Linked DNA regions of Mus musculus: region 1 is linked to region 2. The links are chromatin contacts, called in public Hi-C maps. All regions are on one chromosome and are shown on one strand. Each heading gives the region's core, a stretch centred on a gene start, on an enhancer-like site or on the middle of the called end of the contact. The rest is flanking DNA. Distances are from core to core; before and after follow the strand shown. Region 1 has its middle 340 kb from the start of Spanxn4. Region 2 has its middle 20 kb from the start of Spanxn4.

What was found. Hi-C and Micro-C count contacts between places; a contact is called where the count stands out from the background.
Region 1: a contact with region 2 is called in a Hi-C map of embryonic stem cells, with 2.6 times the contacts expected there. The contact joins two enhancer-like sites. A contact is called at or near these places in 1 of 484 Hi-C or Micro-C datasets (embryonic stem cells) and 1 of 115 datasets of contacts at active chromatin or transcription factors (embryonic stem cells).

The regions. Positions count from the first base shown.
Region 1 is chr12:63,025,515-63,032,013 of GRCm38.p6, reverse strand. No RefSeq gene overlaps it. Among named protein-coding and RNA genes, the nearest start is that of Spanxn4, 340 kb to the right of the region's middle. Within about 2 kb of position 3,628, at least 4 of the 459 cell types and tissues checked have an H3K27ac peak or open chromatin away from gene starts, as enhancers often do. A contact at or near this core is called in embryonic stem cells, where this site is marked.
Region 2 is chr12:62,704,968-62,711,232 of GRCm38.p6, reverse strand. No RefSeq gene overlaps it. Among named protein-coding and RNA genes, the nearest start is that of Spanxn4, 20 kb to the right of the region's middle. Within about 2 kb of position 3,397, at least 11 of the 459 cell types and tissues checked have an H3K27ac peak or open chromatin away from gene starts, as enhancers often do. A contact at or near this core is called in embryonic stem cells, where this site is marked.

The sequences.
Region 1 (6,499 bases), core at 2,379-4,878, 320 kb before region 2:
TTTCTCTGGAAATTATAGGTAGAAAAAGTAAACAAATCTTTGACTGGTCTAAATTTATGATTCATGTAGCCACTTCATTTGGTTTCTGATTGGTCTTAAAGGTATAAATATGCTCTGCATGTCTTTGTCATAGAGTATTGGCTTATAAGTTATTGGGTATAATTAAAAAGGTGTAACATTGGTAACTAGGAAGTTAGCTTTAAAGTGTTAACTCAGGGTTGAAGTCACTGTAAACAGCAGCACATGGCATGAACAAGTTCAGGAAACCAGGCTTCTAAAGATACTTCTAAATTGGGATACTATTTTATGTAATTCTTATCCTAGAAGCTAGACTTATAAGGAATAAGATTTAAAACAATGTATCTTTTATGAAGCATTAAATGTTGCACTGCCATGCATTCATATATAAGAATTGGCAGCCAAACTTCTTAATGTGTAAGTGATGCTTCTGGTATTGATTTTAAGTAGAGTGGATTGTTTAAAATTGGGTGTTGCTTTCCAAAGTTATGGTTATGCTCTAATATTGCAAAAGAAACTAAAGATATGGTTAAAATTGCCAGTGTTCCATTGACTGCAGTTTGCAGTTTGATCACAGACTTAGGATTTTTAACTCACCCATATATTGTAATTAGGATGATTACAAGAGTAATCATCTTATGAGAATGCTAATATACCTGCCTGCAGCCATCCGGCCATACAAAGCAAAGACAGACATATCTGGATATACTCATGTTTGTGCAGAAGCTAGACCTTCAAACAATCAGTTGGACTATGGTTGCTGCCTTGCATGGGGACTACAGTACAAGCAATGCTTTCACAGCACTGAGGTTATAAGGAATGTTTTAAGTATAAATCATCTTAGGAAAGATCGTCCAAAAATTAGAGGCATAGACAGACAGTCAAATTGTTCCCCTGGAATCTGACCTCACTGAAGGAGGGAAAATCTTTGGGCCAGGACTCAGGCTTATGCTCAGATTAAAAATCATTTACATTTGAGTTAATGCAAAGCTCAGAGCAACCTCAGTGAGGTTTGTGTGGCATCTCTTTTGTTTTGTAGGGAAGTTTGGGGACCTTGCCTCTCCTTGTGTCAGGGGAATTATTTTTAAGCCAAAACAACATTATTACAGATCTATCCAGGTGTTGATCAAAATAAAGTTTAAACTTAAGAACATATATGAAATGTCAACGAGGCTGTGGAACTTCTAAAGTCATTGCAATCTGCCCTGCCTACTACATATATAATTATTATGGATTTGGAAGGTTTTTTTTTTTTTTCCTTTGCATCCTGGTAATTATAAAGGGTTTGCTTCTAGTGAGCTTGTAATCACTGGAAAGTTTTGCCTCTGGGAATGGCTAATAGCTTTACATTATGCAAAAAGAAAAAAAATTGTCTCTGCTTCAATACAGACTGAATCTTTAGTGTATATTGTTTCTTATATGGAAAACATTTTATTAGCTAATGCCTCTGAATGGAAATTTACTACAAACCTTTGCCCTTACACAACGAGCTTTAAAGTTTTGGGGAGTAGTTGTTGCTACAGAAAAGATTCAGAGTCAATATTGTTTTTAGTATTTAGGGTCTCAGTTCTATTCTAGAAAAATTGTGGCACAAAATTTCAAGAAAGAAAACATTATTTGCTTACTTCAAATTATTTTCAAAAGCTTCCAGGAGATCTTAATTGGCTAAGACCTCACCTTAAGCTAAGGAGGACCTTAGCCTTTATTGAATGTCATCAAGGGAGATGCAAATTAACTGGTGAGAAAAAAAAAAAGCTTTGCAAAAAGTAGATGAAGCTTCTGTAATCAATTGTTATCAACTGTAATCAATGGTAATCAAATATTAACTGCATATTCTAGTTATTGTTACTCAAGGTGTCCACAGCAATTCTTTGTCAGAAGAGAGCATGAATGGGGATTCATCTTTCTTCATCTCCAAGTAAAGTTTTAACATCCTATTGTGAAGCTGTTGTGGTGTTAATAAAGAATTGTAAGATAAATTCATGAAGAAATTTTAGAAAAAAAGAAAAGTCTTAAAAACCTGAGGCAACATCTATTCCTTATTTCAAACAGCAATTAAATTGGTTATTACAGAATATTGATATTTGACCTATTGCATAGCAAAATTTTTATGTAGAGTTGATAATCATTATCCAAAAGACAAGTTCCAAAAGAAGTTGCTTCTATGTATGATTTTGTATTTTGTGTAAATTTATGTGTGCATCCCATAAATAATACATCTACTGTATTAAAAAAAAAAACAGCCTTTCTATGGGAGAAAAGTATACATGACTATATCACATATACTTCTGAGTATTTTTCTTTTGAGTTTCCTCCTGCTTCAGTTCAGATAATTGAATTGTGTCCCATAGCCAGTGTTTTGAAATGTTGGAAAATCAAGCTTTAATTTGTATACTGATAAGCATATATATCTCTGTATATGTATGTATATCAGGGCTTACAATTGCTTTAAATTGTTCCCTTTTTAGATACTGCTAATCCTCAAATTTGCAATTGTTTATGCATATACAACTCAAGTTAAGAGAAAGCACTGTTCCTTTAAAGGACTGTCTTTGGACATTTAAGAACTCACTATGGTCTACCCCGACAAGACCCCTTAAGGCAATGCCACAACATATTTGTATCCGAGGCAGACTATAGGCCTTCCACAAAAACAATTGGCCATATAATCTAATTCTTTACATCATCAAAATAGTAATGTCTGGAGATAGCAACTTGGTATTTTTAGAGAATGTGCATGTCAAATTGTAAAGACTTGTTCTCAATATCCTTAGTTTCTACCTGTTCCACACAATGGTGTTAATTCTCAAGGATTTATACTTAATTAATTATTGCAGATGGATACTCATATTTCTGATTTTAGAAAAATAAAATATAAATATATATTTATTTATATATTTATATATTTATATAATATAAAATGCTGACCTGTGAGCTTGCTGAGAGCCCTGACAATGTGACAGGAAAGCTGTGTTGGGTGTATGTTCTTGACCCACGTTTGCTTGCCTATATCCCAGATTAGACAAGCTAATCTGCCTTACTTCAAGCTTTTAGACTTTGTGGGATAGAGAACATAGAGACTGTAGAAACTGACTTAGAAAAATTTTTAAAAAAGGAGGAGTTATAATGACTCTTCTCTTTTCTTTAATGTGGCCAGTTATTCTGACTAAATCATTGACTGGTCTAGAAATCAATCCAGTATTGGAGATTCCTATTATATTTTTTTCTTCCTTTTCTTTTCTTTTCTTTTTTTTTTTTTTTTTTTGACAGGGTTTCTCTGGGTAGCCCTGGCTGTCCTGGAACTCACTTTGTAGACCAGGCTGGCCTCAAACTCAGAAATCTGCCTGCCTCTGCCTCCCACTCAGAAATCTGCCTGCCTCTGCCTCCCAAATGCTGGGAATAAAGGCTGAGATTCCTATTATGAAGATAGCTAAAAATCTTTATTAGACAGCAGAGTTAAATTGGAACATAGCCTCCACTATTTACATGAGAAGTAACAGTTTTTCAGTTGATTCTCAAAGCTACTTCCCTCACACAAGGATGCCAGACCCTGAGTCAGATTGTTGCTAATTTGCAACTGAATTGAGTGCCTCAGACATCACAAAAGACAACCTTAATCCTGTTTCTTGCAACTTTTGATTTTGTATTCCAAGCAGGTCAGTTACCTCCATACTGGCTTTACCTTCAGCAAAGCTCAGATGGCAGTTATCCATCCATCTCTATGAAGAGATGCATTGAATTCATATTGTACCTTTGATCTGAATGGGAAAAAGTTGTGCAATGAGGACCAGCAGCCAAAGATGGGCCACTGATGAATCTATGACTCTTATCAACTTCAGACAAAGGCATGTGCCAAAAGGTCATGTTTGTTCATAATAAAAACGAAAATGCCTTGTTTGTGCAAATAAACACAAACAAGCTACACATGTTCTCCAGAACAGCTCAGAAGGAGTATAGACATTCAGATCCAAGACAGCCACCATAATTCCCAGGCAGGACCTTGCAGCATAAGTAAATTTTATGCCTCAGTCCAGCTAATTTTTAATAAATAAAAAGGATGGAACTGTTCCCTCCCCCAGCCTTGAGCAGGCTGGCTCAGACCTGGTTTGCCACAGTTGCAAGCTCACCTAGGGTAGAGTCTTCTGACCTAGGTAAAATCTTTTGTCTTCCATATCTGCATCTTCCTACAAGAAGCTACCTGCTGAGCCACCAAGCTTGTTTTCCTATCAGATCCTTATAAAGGGACCATAAGGTTCTTGAATAGTGGGGGATGGGTTCTCCCCTTTTATAAGCTCAGACTCATAAATAAACATTGGGCCTTGATCAGAAAACAAAACAAAACCAAACAAAACAACACAAAAAAACAAACAAACAAAAAAAAACCCCAAATACTAATCACCAAAAAACTGAAACAACTTAATCAAAAAATGGGGTATAAAACTAAACAGAGAATTCACAACAGAGGAATCTCAAATGACTGAGAAGTACCTAAAGAAATGTTCAAAGTCCTTAGTGATCAGAGAAATGCAAATCAAAATGACCCTGAGATTCTACCTTGCACTAATCAGAATGGCAAAATCAAAACCTCAGGTGACCGCACATGTTGGAGAGGATGTGGAGAAAGAGGAACACTCCTCACAACCACTCTAGAAATCAATCTGGAGGTTCCTCAGAAAACTGGAAATAGAACTACCTGAAGATCCAGCTATACCAGTCTTGGGAACATACCCTAAAGATTCCCCACCATGTCACAGAGGTACGTGTTCCACTATGTTAATATCAGCCTTGTTTGTGATAGCCAGAAGCTGGAAACAAGCTAGATGTCCCACAACAGAAAAATAGACATAGAAAATATGGTTCATTTTCACAATGGAATACTAGTCAGGGAATAACAATGTGGACATCCTGAGTTTTGCAGGCAAATGAATGGAACTAGCAAATATCATCCTGAGTGATGTAACTCAGACCCAAAAGGTCATGCATGGTATATACTCACTAATAATTCGATATTGGCCAAAAAAACAAAACCAAAACCAAAACAAACAAACAAACAAACAAAATACCCAAGATACAGTCCACAGAATCCAAAAAGGTCAACAAGCTAATTATTATTTAAATATATAACATTTGGTTATATTTCCATAACTATAGTTGGAGAAAATGTGATCTATGCCCATATATGGCCAAGTTTTTAATCTGAATCAGGATATATTGCAAATAAACAAATTAAGTGGAGTTACTAAAATGGAATGGGTCTTGTTTAATTTGTCAGTGTAAAAGAAATTTTAGGATCAACAAATGTGCAAGTCAGGAGTTACTTTTAACCTAATAAATAACTCAAGTTTAAAAATCTACTTGCACACACACACATACACACACACACACATATATATTATGTTATATTATATTATATTACACTATATTATAAGAGTATTTTAACTTAATTATAGGAACATGGATGGTGTTAATGAAATGAATCCTCAATAATGGTGTTGGAAGTACTTCTTGTTATAGAGTCATTGTGTCACTGTGTACATGGGGCTAAGAATATCTCTGTGTGGATTCTTCAAATAAGTCAAGGATAATCAGAAAAAGTACATACAATTTCCTACATATCCATGGTTCATAGAGATATTTAACTTTAATGAGAGATTTGAAGGTTCTGAGATTTTTATTGTAAATAACTATTTGTCGGAAAGCCATAAAACCTGCAGAGCATGCCTTCAGGTAAAGAGCTTTCATACTGAGTATCAATCAATATTCACAGCAAAAACTGTCTCCAAAGAAAAGACCCAGTGAAGTAAAAATATAAACAATATAAAACTATTTTGTAAAAATACTTATATAACAATAAATATGTTATCTATAATTCAGATAATTGCTAAGCCATGTTTTAAAATATGTATACAAAGTTATTTCGTGGAACATAGTAGCAATGAGTAGCAACATATAAGTATTCATGTGAGTTCATATATATATATATATATATATATATATATATATATATACAATCAAATCTTGAACTTTCCAACTTAACAAAAGGTATAAAATTTTACCAATGTAAATTAACTTTAATATATTTAATATTATGATAATATATAATATAGATTTTGATAAAACTAATCATAGATTTTATACTCAATATAAGTAAAATTATGTAATTCTTCTTAGAGTCTCAGAAATAATTGTACCATAATTAATTGGACGATAATGAATGTTGATATTTTAAAAATGAAAGAATATAACATCAATGAGTATTATCCTTAGAAAATAAAATTTAAAGATAAAAAGAATTTAGGCAATTAGAAAAATAGAGGGCATTGAGAATTTGAATATTAAAAATAAATATAACTAAAAACTATATTTGAAGTTTATATTATTTAAATTGTGGAAACCATGAAGAAGGATAACATTTTAAAAGTAAATAAATAAAATAACCAATAAAAAACTTTATCAAAAATTGTAAGCAACACAAACTGTT
Region 2 (6,265 bases), core at 2,148-4,647:
TGATACAAATATTAAAGTAATGATTCATAGAAGCGTATAACGTTGTTATTATATGACTTTAAAATGAAAATTAGTTCCATTAAGCAAGAGAACAGAAATTATAAGCACTAAAATGTACTAGAAAGTGTAGGATTATATTAAAATAATATTAAATATTTAGATATCAGAATACAAATAAATTGTGCAAAAGAGTAAAACTTTATTTGGTGAATCATATGCAATTAATACATATAAAGTTTTAATATTTATATACAAACTATTTATAAATTGATTTATAAATTAGTTTGGGAATCTTACAGTACTTTTAGATAATATTAGACAAACTATCAAGCAATTATTTCATGACTCATGAATAAAAGTAAAGCTGTAAAAATCATATAGAAGCACAGAAATGATGGATAGTTAGGTTATTTTCCTACTCTTATAAATAGTACTATTTTTGGAATACTTATTGAGTACTTAATGAGTATTAATGAACATAAAATTAAATAATTATATTATATGTAGTCTTTAAGAAAATCACTTTTTTTAATGGTACTAAATTTCAAAAAAATATAATTTGTATTATGGTCCTAGTATAAGCTATATAAACTTCCCAAAAGGGAAATCCTGACTTTATTCAATATAAATGGTGTTTAATGTACATGATTTGGCAAATGAATAGCTGAAAACTAGATAGAATTATGTTTACATGATAAAGTTTGATGATTTACACAATTAACTAGATGTATACGGTATTTGTTATTAATGTATCTGAACACCAACTTTTGGACTTTTTTCGTTTTGGATGTTAAGAACTATTTGTGATTTCTTTATCACAGTTGCAATGTGAATAATTTATCTGAAAATATGCAAATGTGAAATTTATATAGAAAACCACACATGATCTTACTACCATGTACCAAAGAAAATGTGGAAGTAGACCATTCCTCTGGCTAAGCAATATGGACGGACCTTTGACAAATCACTGGCAGGTTTTTTAGCTTCTAAGAAGATAAAAATTTGAAACTAGATGAATAGTGCACTGTGAAGGTGCATTGCCTGTGCAAATCATATGTTCAAATTTCATTATTTAGGGAAAATGAAGGCATTAAAGCTTGACTCTCCATACTATGTAAATGAAAATTTCAAAAGTGTCAAGGGTGCCTTGCTGTCCTACAACATTCTCTTTTCCTCAGATTTATCTTGTATCTGGAATCTTCATTACTTTAACTACAAAGGGAATGAAATTACAGGCATGACCCACCATGTCCTTCCTCCTCCTTTGTCTTCGTTAGCCAGTTTTTCTGTGTACACTTTCATTTGCCTAGTTTAATAAGTGATATTTCTTACTTGAATATTTATGAACAGCACAGAGTAAAGAGACATGCAATATCCCATGGCTATTGCTTTAAAAGAATTAAACTAATTCTACCATCTATAAACATTTCAACAAAATAAACTAGTCATGAGGGATGGAGGCCTTTTTTCCACATTGTAGTGTCATAAGTTGAAGTGTGTCATAGTATATTAGGAATGAATTATGTATCTCATTAAATATAGCTATGATATCACATTTTGTATGCAAAGACCAATTCATTGTAGTCAAATTTACCGTGGAAAATTTAGAATCTGTATAACACTTCTTGAGTATTTAAGTATTTCTGCTCTAAATGTAATTAGAAGACCAAGTCATGATATGTTTTGAAATACCAAACAGAGTTTTTTTTTAAAAATTATTGGTTATTTTGTATATTTACATTTCAAACGTTATTCCCCCTTCCTGGTTTTCTCTCTGAGAAGCCCCCATCCCATCCCCTTTCCCCCTGGCTCCATGACAGTTCTTCCACACCCACACACCCGAGGGTCCGGGAACTGGGTTTAGTCCATTGAAAGTCCCAGGCCAGTAAAGCAAGAAATTCCCAGGACTTAACAGGGGATGACATTAGCTGAAATACCCGACAAATAGGAAAAAGAACCTATAGAGACCATATCCGGAGGTTAGGCACTGGTCCTGGTGAAGGGATGGGGCCACCCACTCTTCTCAAAATTTTAACCCAAAATTGCTCCTGTCTAAAGGAAATACAGGGACAAAGAGTGGAGCAGATACTGAAGGAAAGGCCATCCAAGGACTGCCCTACCTGGGGATACATCCCATATGCAGCCATCAAACAGTGTTTAAAGCATCGTAGTTATAAATTAAAGAAATGAAAGGAAAATTTAAAAGGTTATTTTAAAATATCATTAAAATTCTAAGACAGAAAAAAAAACTTTTGTAAAACCATACTCCAAATCATTCTTAAATATGTGTTTTTCTTTTATTTTATGAAAAACATTTTATTCTGTAGTCATTTTGGAAAATGCAGATATTTCACAGGAGTATTTTCATTTTATAAAAGTGCCCAAGTGAGGATGTTTCAATCCCACTTGGGAGGGAGAAGAGAGAAGAGGTCAGAGGAAGTGAGGGAACTTAGTGGGAGAGGAGGAGGGGGAAGAGAAAAGTAAACATGATCAGGTATTGGGGAGTGGGGGACAGATATGAAACCGGAGGACCAGTAGAATGAATGCAAGTACACAACCTAGGAGGTGGGAGGTGAAAGGACCCTCTAGAATGGACCCTCTCAGAGATCTGGGAGGTGAGAGACTCTCAGGACTCAAAGGAAGGGACCCTAGATGAAATGCCCAACAGTGGGGTAAGGGAACTTGTAGAGTCCACCTCCAGTACAAAGAAAGGGCATCTAGAGGAGGGATGGCATTTCCAACCCACAGTCAAAAACTCTGACAAAGAATTGTTCCTGTCTAAAAAAAAAATGCAGGGAAAAAAAAAACAAAAAAACAAAACAAAACAAACAAACAAACAAAAAAAAAAAAAAAAAAAAAAAAAAAACGGAGAAGAGACTGAGGGAAAGGAGGTCTAGCGACCGGCCCAAATTGGGATACATCTCAAGGGGAGGTTCCAAAGTCTGACACTATTACTGATGCTATGGTGTGCTTACAGACAGGAGCCTGACATGGCTGCCCTCTGAGAGGCCCAACAAGTAGTGGGCTGAGACAGAAGCAGACACTCACATTCAACCAATGGACTGAAGTCGGGGACCCCCTGTAATTGAGTTAGGGAAAGGCTGAAAGAAACTGAGGAGGAGGGAGACCCCATAGGAAGACCAGCAGTCTCAACTAACCTGGACCCAGTAGATCTCTCAGACACTGAAATACCAACCAGGCAGCATACACTAGCTGGTCTGAAGCCCCAGACACATATACAACAGAGGATTGCCTGGTCTGTCCTCAGTGAGAGAAGATACACCTAACCATTCAGAGACTTGAGGCCCCAGGGACTACAGAGGCTTAGCAGGATGGCTTTGGGGGATGTGAGTATGGGCACATCCTCTTGGAGAGGGGAAGGAGGAATGGGATGAGGAACTGTTGGAGGGAAGAAGAGGAGGGGATAACAACTGGACTGTTGCTGCAGACCCTTTTGATCCCTGTCTACTTAGAATGGATCTCTGGTTGCAGGTGGAGAAGGAGTTGGGGAAATGAATGACAGCAGATCAAAAGGAGAGATTGTATAGAATCTGAATGTAATTTGTCAAGTTGAGCATCGAACTTTTTATACAGAGAATAACAAGAAACCAGGCGAGATACTTCCACTGAGTTACAGTGACACAAAACATAAGGAATGTATACATCAAAAGAAGGCGGGACCAGGCCACTGCCACTAAGAAGGGAGCCAGGTGTAAGGCTAGTCTATTATTAAGCCCACCACCAGGGGTTCTTAGTAAATGCCTGATTATGCTGGTTTTTTGGGGCCTAGTGAAGAAACCTGTCTCAGGGGGATTCCCTAACTCTTTCATGGTAAACACCTATTCTTTAGGCCATTGTGAATTCCTTTGTCTCTGTAAGACTGACTATTGTCTCAAGTAAACACTCTGCAGACCAGCCCTGAGCTATTCCTGCTCCATTCTTTGTAATGCCTAATTAGTTTCACTGTCTCTACTAGAAGTAAATTTGAATGTTACTGAAGAGATAGCCTTCTCACTGAATTCCTACTGAATTCCAAGTTTGTCAGCTTCAAGGATTTTCTAGGATGTTGGAACACTGGAGTAGGCTTAGCTATGTCAGAATTCAATCTTTAAAGACACTTATAACAAAATAATACTAAAAGAGAGCACGTGGATCCACACACCAGACTAACATGGGATAGGGTATGAGTGTATGGGTTATGAGAATGCCTCGTTCCAGGAGATTAAGTTTCCTTGAAACTCTTTGCCTCGTGAGTGCTATCAGGCCTCTCGGCCTGCCAAGCAGACTTCACTGGAGCGTGCATAGCAGACTGTAAAAAAGATTAAAGATTAATAATAATAATAATAATAATAATAATCAGGCAGTAGTGGTGCACGCCTTTAATCCCAGCAGTCAGGAGGCAGAGGCAGGTGGATTTCTGAGTTCAAGACCAGCCTGGTCTACAGAGTGAGTTCCAGGACAGCCAGGGCTAAACAGAGAAACCCTGTCTCAAAAATAATAACAATAATAATAAATAAAAAAGCATGCTTATATGTATTGTTTGATTTATAAATAATCTTTTCTTTAGCCTATTTTGAGTAAATATATAATTTCACCATTTGTTGACTTTCATTTTAAGACATAAGTCATGTGGACAAATGAATTTTTAAGAGCTGTGACATATACGCACATCCATATAGAAGTCTCTCTTGTGTCTACATGGATTGCCTCTGAACCGTGCTTAGGTTCACAGACCTAAGGAACATGTATTTGAGATGGGGCATGTTCTTTTGGCTGTTGTCTTGTATTGTTACAAGGCAGAAACATTTTAAAATGCAGTCCACAAACTAGAAGCTATTCTAACTGATCCCTGCAGAATCATATATAGTCAAGCAGAGACAAGTGCTTACATACTGATGCCACTTTCTAGGTTCTTGCTTATGTAGCTACAGAAAAATTCAGTATTGAGAATTTTTTTATCCTAGGTTCTGAATAAAAGATACACTGTATTTTAAAAGTACTACTAAAAATTTGCATATCATTTGTTTTCACAAATTGATATTAAATAAACTTATGACACAATACATATTAAGCTACAATGTCATAGAATATTGACCAAGATATGCTAGAGGTTATCAACCAATAAAGAAAACATGGAAAGATAATAAAGGAAGATTATCATGATTTCTCTAACAGAAACATTCACAGTTTCAGTGAAATTGTCCTTCTAATAAAATGGCTGTGTTACACTTTTTTCTCTCATCTTTGTTTTCCTAGATGTGAGTTTTCATGAATGGATTCATGTACCTGATACTGTAACCAATATGCATTTTTTCCATTTCTTTTCTCATTCATCTATTCATTCAATCGCGTGATATATCACTTTTATGATCCATGTATCTATTCTACATAGGCAATATCTTCCAGTCCATTTGAATTCTTGTAGCTTTTTATACCACATATGCATGCTACTCTAGAAGAATATTAAATAAGATTTTAGATAATAACTTTAGAATTAAGGCAAGTAATAAACTTATGGATACATAATTTATCACATATCTGATTTAATTTGAAGTAACACAACACAATAAAAACACAAGTTACTTCATCTGAGATGTATTTATTTAGTTCTGTAGTATACTACAGAAATGTTACCTCTCAACCATGCATGATGGTAGATGCCTCTAACCCCATCATTCCGGACATAAGGTAGAAATATTTCAATTCAAAGCCACAATTAGTCCCACACAAGACTACACTACACAGCAAGAATTCAAAATAAACTAAACAACAATATAAAAACACAAAACAAATTTATCAAATACTGTTATCAGATAAGATAAATTGAAATCAAAATATATATAAAGTATACAATTGTACAAATGTGCGTCTGTATACTTTTTATTTATGTATTTAAATCAACACACAAATATATTGAAACATGTTCAGGTAAATCTTAACAATATTTTGTAGGGGCAATAGAAAAACTTTCCATGGATATACAGCAGAAGAATAAATAATATTCATTAATAAAAAGGAAAAAAAGATGAAATTTAGATGGTTAAATGTTTAGATAGTTATATGTGGTAACAGAACTTTTAAAACAACTTTAGTGTCTCTTTATTTCCTACCATTTAACTTACTCAAAGTAAATTTTGTCTTCAATATATGAAAATAAAGTTCTATAAATAAACTTCTCATAAATTGAAATAGTTTAAGGTATATTAAAGTTCTCCATGTTAAGTATTTTATTAAACTCCTTGGGTACATAATTATTAAATTAGCC